Linked DNA regions of Anser cygnoides: region 1 is linked to region 2. The links are chromatin contacts, called in public Hi-C maps. All regions are on one chromosome and are shown on one strand. Each heading gives the region's core, a stretch centred on a gene start, on an enhancer-like site or on the middle of the called end of the contact. The rest is flanking DNA. Distances are from core to core; before and after follow the strand shown. Region 1 holds the start of CIRBP (cold inducible RNA binding protein). Region 2 overlaps SBNO2 (strawberry notch homolog 2).

Region 1 (2,975 bases), core at 452-2,951, 140 kb after region 2:
GTGCTCCTCCCCACCCTCCTGGGAGCTGCTTTCCCCAGCCCTCGCTGGAGGCAACGGCACCCAGAGGAATTTGGGGCTGCTCAGGTTTGGAGCTCCCCGCTTCGGGCCGCGTGGCTCTGGGCAGACCCCGGAGTGCTCGGTGCTGCGGGGTGAGACTGGCCCCGGAGGCCTGGAGGAAAGCCCCTGCAAAAAGGTCCCAGGGGGGACCCCCAGCCTGCAGGAAGGGCTGCGGGGTGCACCCCTGGCAAGGCTCCCAGGGTGGCAGGGAAAGGCCTGGGCTGGATGTGGAGGCTGCAGCGAAGGCAGGACAGAAGGGCAGGTATTCAGCACAGCTCCGTCACTGCCCACCTCGCGTATTTCAGCGTGGTGCTGAGGGCTGGTGTGCTGCCTTCGGGAAAAAAATATTATCATTTATACCATGTTTGGTACCGTAATCTCTGTCACTGGAGGCTCTTTTTTATTTTTTTATTTTTAACAACAACAACAACAAAAAGGGTGAGACAAACATCTGTCAGGAGCGGGGTTGCATGATTCAACAGCCGAGCTGATCCCCGCAGTCCCTCCGGCCTCCTGTGATTTATGACTGAGCGATGATCGCACACCACAGCCTACAGACGTGAAGGCACGGCCTCCGCTTTGAGGAGCACGTAGTCCGAGCCGCCTATTTGGAGTCCTTGACGAAGCCACGGCGCTTTCACCATATTAGGTCACCACGAGCACCGCCGTCCCTTCTCGTCGGGCACCCAAAGGCGACGGAAAATGGGCTCGGGCGCAGGAGCCTGAGCCTGTGCAGGCGGCTCAGGCGTGCAGCCCTTCTGCAGGGCGCTGCACATGTTAGTGCCGCGCGGTTCCCTTGCTGCATGGCTTCCTCGCTGCATCGTTCCCTCGTTGTCCCATCGAGCAGGGCCGGTGCCAGCCTCTGCTGCAGGGAGGTTTGCTCCAGGGAGGCAAAGCAGGCGTTACGCCCAATTAACTGCCCTAACAACCTGCGAAATCTGCCGGGCGAGGTATTTACTGAGCTACTACTCCCAGCGCCGGTTTCAGCCGTAGGTAGCCCTGCGGTGTGTGTCGAGGTTTCCCTGTCCTGGGTCCATCCTGGGGCCCGTGGTGCTGGGCACGACCGCCGGCTCGGAGCAGGGGCAGCTGCCCGCAGCCTGCAGCGCCAGACGCTGCGCCTAACGCCCTGGGTCAGACGGGGAACGAGCAGATCTGGAGCACGCGAAACCTCCCGAGAGCAGCAGAACTGGGGCGGCAGCGGGGGGCAGCGCGGGCGATCTTGGTTAATAGAGCAACTCTGTCGGTGTCAAAGGAAGGGCATTGATGTGCACCCAAAGCATTATGCCCCCTGCTTTTTGTGGACAGATCCAGCCTCTGCTGGGGAGAGCTGCAGTCCCCATACACCAGTCCCATGGGGAGAGCTGCAGTCCCCATACACCAGTCCCATGGGGAGAGCTGCAAGCCCCATACACCAGTCCCATGGGGAGAGCTGCAGTCCCCATACGCCGTCCCCACAGCCTTTGGTCCTGCTAGAACTAAAACACCCCTGAAGCAGCGCAGGGAAACAGCTCCATGTGTCAAGGTCACTTTATCCGCCCTTATCACGGACCAGAAATGCTTATGTTAACGTGTCCCTAATTTAATCAGAATGCCGTGCTGGGGATGGGAGCTCAGGGCTGCGCTGTCATCTTCCCCTCTTGAAGGGCAAAAATCAATTTGCGGTCTCATGCGGCTCACGAGCCCACCCTCCTCGCTCCTCCGGGCCACGGCTGGTGCACAGGCAAAAACCACGCAGCCCCACGCAAAATTGGCCAGAATCGAAAGGTAACCCGGGCTTGTTCAGTAACTCAGACTCCCTTCAAATTGGGAAGCGCTCATTTTATTTGCACAAAATATTGTACTACTTTATCTGACTATTCAGAGTTTCATCTCGGTTTTAAATATTGCACTAATATTTTCCAAATGTTGAACCTTTTCTTCTCGTTTTACTGCAGAGTGTACCACGTGCATTTCATTACCAGTAGATCGTATATATGACGCATATTATTATAATTACTTAACGTTCGTATTCCGCTCTCAGGACTGGGAAGTTAATTAGTTTTTTTCACAGTTTTGCCAGTAAGAAAATGCTACTACTACTAGATTGATGTCTCATCAGTGTTGTATTTTTACGTGTTTTGAGCACCCCGGCGGTGGTGCTGTCCCTGCTGGCGCTGAGCTCGGCACAGCCCCGGTGCTGTAGTGCCGCAGCACCGAGCCCGCAGACGGCGTGCTGCTGCTGAGGAGGAACGAAACAGCAACAACTAAACTAACTAAAATAGCGCGTACGGCAGCAGAGATTGGGGCAGAGAGCAATACCGAGATTCCTCTGCATCTCGTAATTACTACACCCGGCTGTGTACAAAACAAACTGCGGGGCCCAGTCGGTGTGATAACAAAGCAGAGAGGAACAGCCCCGCTGAGAGCAGGGAGCGGGCAAACGCTGCTTTTCGGAACCATGGTGGGCAGAAAACTTTGCATTTTGCTGTGGTTTATTTTTGACTCTTTCCATTTCCATGCTCAGGTAGGAAACCGGTGACGGTGCCGGGGGGCGAACACCCCCGGTGTCACTGATCCCGTGCTGCCCTGCGCCGAGGACGCCCGCGGCCGTGGCGGTGTCGGGGGGAAGGAGGGAGGCCGGGCACTGCGAGCTGCAGGGGAGGGACGTGGCGGCCTCCGCAATGCACGGTGGCGGTTTTGAGGCAAAACTGCAGCTTTGGGAGGAAAAGCTGGGAAACTGGTAGCGCTTTTCAAACCAATGCAGTCCCATGCACAAGTGCATGTTCACCTCAGTTAGGGCCCTGTGGGAAGCCTTTAACGCAGAGACATTTTCACGTTAGAACCCCCCAGTCTGGGCCCTTAACCACTTCAGTGCAAAACAGAGAAGTTTTCATTTTTCATTTTTATTTTTATTTAATTAAAATGTTTGTGCTTTGGAA
Region 2 (3,195 bases), core at 236-2,735:
AAGGTAAAAGCATTCCTGCAAGAAGCATGAACATTTTGTGTGTTTCTGTGTGAGATGAAAGCCTGCAGAGACGCGTGTCCTCCCGCAGCGTGAACACGACTGGGACAGGAGCCCTTCTGCCAGAGCTGTAACAACTGCTGGCATTAAGACAGGTCACCCCAAACACTCCACTCTGCCTTCCAACTGGGGACCTCAGGCAGAAGCCCACCTTTCAGGCCGCTCACACTCGCACCAACAGGTTACCTGTGCAAACACCGCCACTTTCAAAGGACTCTTACAAAGCCTGTCAAGACCTGATGCAAGTTTGCTATGGGAGCGCTGGGTTTGCTCTGCACCGGAGCAGTTACGTTAGCCACCGGGCCCCAGCTGCTCCGCGGGCAGCTCTGCACTGCAGTGCTCTGCGCTCCCTGAAGGGCAGGTCCCCGACAAAAGGAGCCGTGCAGACTCCCGCTGCCATTGCACACGTTTCGTTCTGAACTGGTGAGTCCCAGCGAGAGCACGGGGCTGGGCTTGCTAACGGGAGAGAAAAAGCACCACTGCGGGGAGCAAACGGGGAGACTGAAGTACGGCCGAGGAGACCCAAGCAGGGGCGGTGGGGAGGACTGAACAGGGCTGCAACCCAAAGCCGCCCCTGGGAGCGGACCGGGCGTTACATCAGAACCCCGACATTTTACAACCTTCTTACAAACTGCCCTCGAGGCAAGCATTTACTTACCGGTTTTGCAATTGTGTTTTTAACATTAAAAATGCTGTTTGAAGTAATGAAGCAGCCGCACCAGAGGGCGGCCCGTGGCTCAGCACTGGCTCTGCGAGGTTAAGGACCGCTGCTGCCACCACCACCGCTTGCACGGGGGGTTCACCTCACACCTGCGGGGCCCAGCACCTCCGCAGCGCAGATCCTGGCCGCGAAGCCCGGGTCCCAAAGGGCGCCGGGGCCCAGCAGAGCAGCGCCAGGCTGCCGCCGCGGCCGTCGTGCTCGGGGCGGGTGCCGGTGCCCGCAGGCGCCAGCTGCTGCGCCGGGTTAATGATTGCCCGGGTCCGGCCAGCCCGCCGCACCGCAGCCGCTCGCAGCGCCCAAGCCGCTCCGAGCCGGGAAGGCACAATTGAGGAGAGCCTTTGTCTGCCCCCACACAAACAAAATCGCCCTGGAATTTCCCGACAGCGAGCAAGGTCAAGCCAGCAGCTCATGGCATCCAAAGCAATCAGCGGCTCCAAAAGCGGCACTGCTTCAACTTTATAGCCTGTCAAGAGCGCCAGACTTGAAGAGACCTATGCTCCACAGGCAGAAGTGAAAAATGGGAAGTTCTTAAGCATAAACACTCTGATTATTTCCTTTTTTTAAAATTAAAGAGAAAAAAAAAAAAAGAAGAAAGAAAAAAACACCCTCCATTACTGGAAGCCTGAGTCAGAATTACCAGAAGGAAGCTGGACGGAAGAGCTATTTTCAGTGCCAACAAATCTGGAGAGCAGGTGAAACATCTCCACCTACAAATCTGAGCTCAATACCAAAGTTTCTTCTTAGGCAATAGAAGGTCCGGATCCTGCAGGATCGGGGGACGCGCAGCTGCGGCAGTGGGAAGTTCGGGTAGCTCTGGTTTTGCTTCGTGTCATCTTGCGAACAGAAACCCCTGCCGTCCCGATTCAGCAACGCGGCTTTGGCACGCGGCTTTTCGCCTCAGGTGTTACAAGGAAAAGGACAGAGACCCAGCGGTCTGGGGCAATGGAAAACAGACCCCACAGCTGAGGATACGCTGCGAGGACCAGTCCAGGCGGGGCCAGGGGCTGCACGGGGCAATAAATCACCTTGCTCCGGACTGAGCTCACACAGCTCCTGCCCCTCTCTCCTCTTGCTCACCTCACTGCCCGATTTTCTCCTTTCTCTAGGTGACGTACCTAAACCCGTTAACGTAAGAGTACACCGTGCGTGAGAACACTGGGATGGAGCAGGAGATGGACTCACTCCGTGAAGCTGCTGACAACTGCACCGAGGCTTGATCTTAGTCCACTTTCTTCCTCCTTGCATTGTTCTCCCTTTACCCCATCTCGCTGTGACTTCCATGGGAAATGAGCAGTCGCATCTGGCTGGCGAGCCAGCTCCCCCCAGCAGAAACACAATCCCTAGTACGGAGCTAGGAGAAGGGTGTTCACTGTTTTAAGTGCTATGAATGAGTTAGGCTGAGAAAAACGCGTCCACGAGTCACAAGAATTGGAGCTCCGAGCTTTCAGAGGCAGGGCTTTGTTTCCCCGATCTAAAAAGGCCGTGAATTCTCGGGAGATGGTTGTGAGAAAGCACAATGGACTACCCCAACTATTTTTAAAGGTATTTCACAACTCCATCACAAATTAAGCAAGCGTGTTTTGTCTGCTAACTCCTGCAAATATTTAACTATGTGGTAGCTCTTCCCTCCGTGCCCGCTTCAGAACTAACGCACGGAGACGACGCACCGAACACCTCTCCCTTAGTTCTGGTGCCAGCTCCCCCAGCACGGGCACACGAAGGCAGCTCTGAGCCCAGCCATTTCCTCTTGGTTTAGGAACACTCCGCCCAAAGCTTCAGCCCTGGGCACTCGAGATAAGAGTTTCTCGGTGAGCTTGAAACGTTTCAGCAGCGTGCAATCGAGCCGCGACGCTTTTCTCCAGTCCTCCTCCGTCCCCCTGCAGTAAAACACTTCCCCAGTGCTAACGATGGCTGGCAGAGAGGGGGCAAAGCTAAAATACAGATATGGTCTTTTCCGTAACATGTCTTCAAATTGCTGCGTGACAGAAAACACGTGGGTGGTTTCTGGGTTGTTTTTGGGTTGTTTTTAACGAGGACAAGCCACAAGGCCGTTCTTGTACCCGGGATCCATAGGGGGTCTCCGTGCAGGATGCATCCAACACGTTTAGGAGACGTCCCGAATATCGGAGCCCTTCAGAGATCGCTGCTTCTGCTCCGTGAGAATCTGAGACTGAAATTCTGTCTCAGGAACTTATCTGCTGTCCTGACAGCAGAGAGCAAGGCCTCCCATTGTTCCTGGGCAGAGCTGACTGTACAGCCACAGCTGATAAGATGTACTGGAGCAAAACGGGGACTGCATCCGCCTGGGCTGCGTACAGTGAAACCTGACTCACGTTCAGCCCTGTACTGCAGATTAACTGCCAAAATTCCTGGCATCTTATGGAGAATTACGGTGGCATGATGATGTGGGAGGGGAT

Evidence for each region. A called contact is a pair of places that touch in the nucleus more often than the background predicts.
Region 1: a contact with region 2 is called in a Hi-C map of liver, with 5 times the contacts expected there. The contact joins the promoter of CIRBP here to the enhancer-like site in region 2. A contact is called at or near these places in 3 of 7 Hi-C or Micro-C datasets (granulosa cells and liver).

Annotation. Positions count from the first base shown.
Region 1 is chr27:874,915-877,889 of Taihu_goose_T2T_genome, forward strand. It overlaps CIRBP (cold inducible RNA binding protein), which reads left to right and starts at 1,702. Exons shown (of 6, transcript XM_048051980.2): 1 at 1,702-1,821.
Region 2 is chr27:733,231-736,425 of Taihu_goose_T2T_genome, forward strand. The region is part of intron 5 of SBNO2 (strawberry notch homolog 2); the gene reads right to left. Among named protein-coding and RNA genes, the nearest start is that of GPX4, 25 kb to the left of the region's middle. Within about 2 kb of position 1,486, at least 2 of the 3 cell types and tissues checked have open chromatin away from gene starts, as enhancers often do. A contact at or near this core is called in liver, where this site is marked.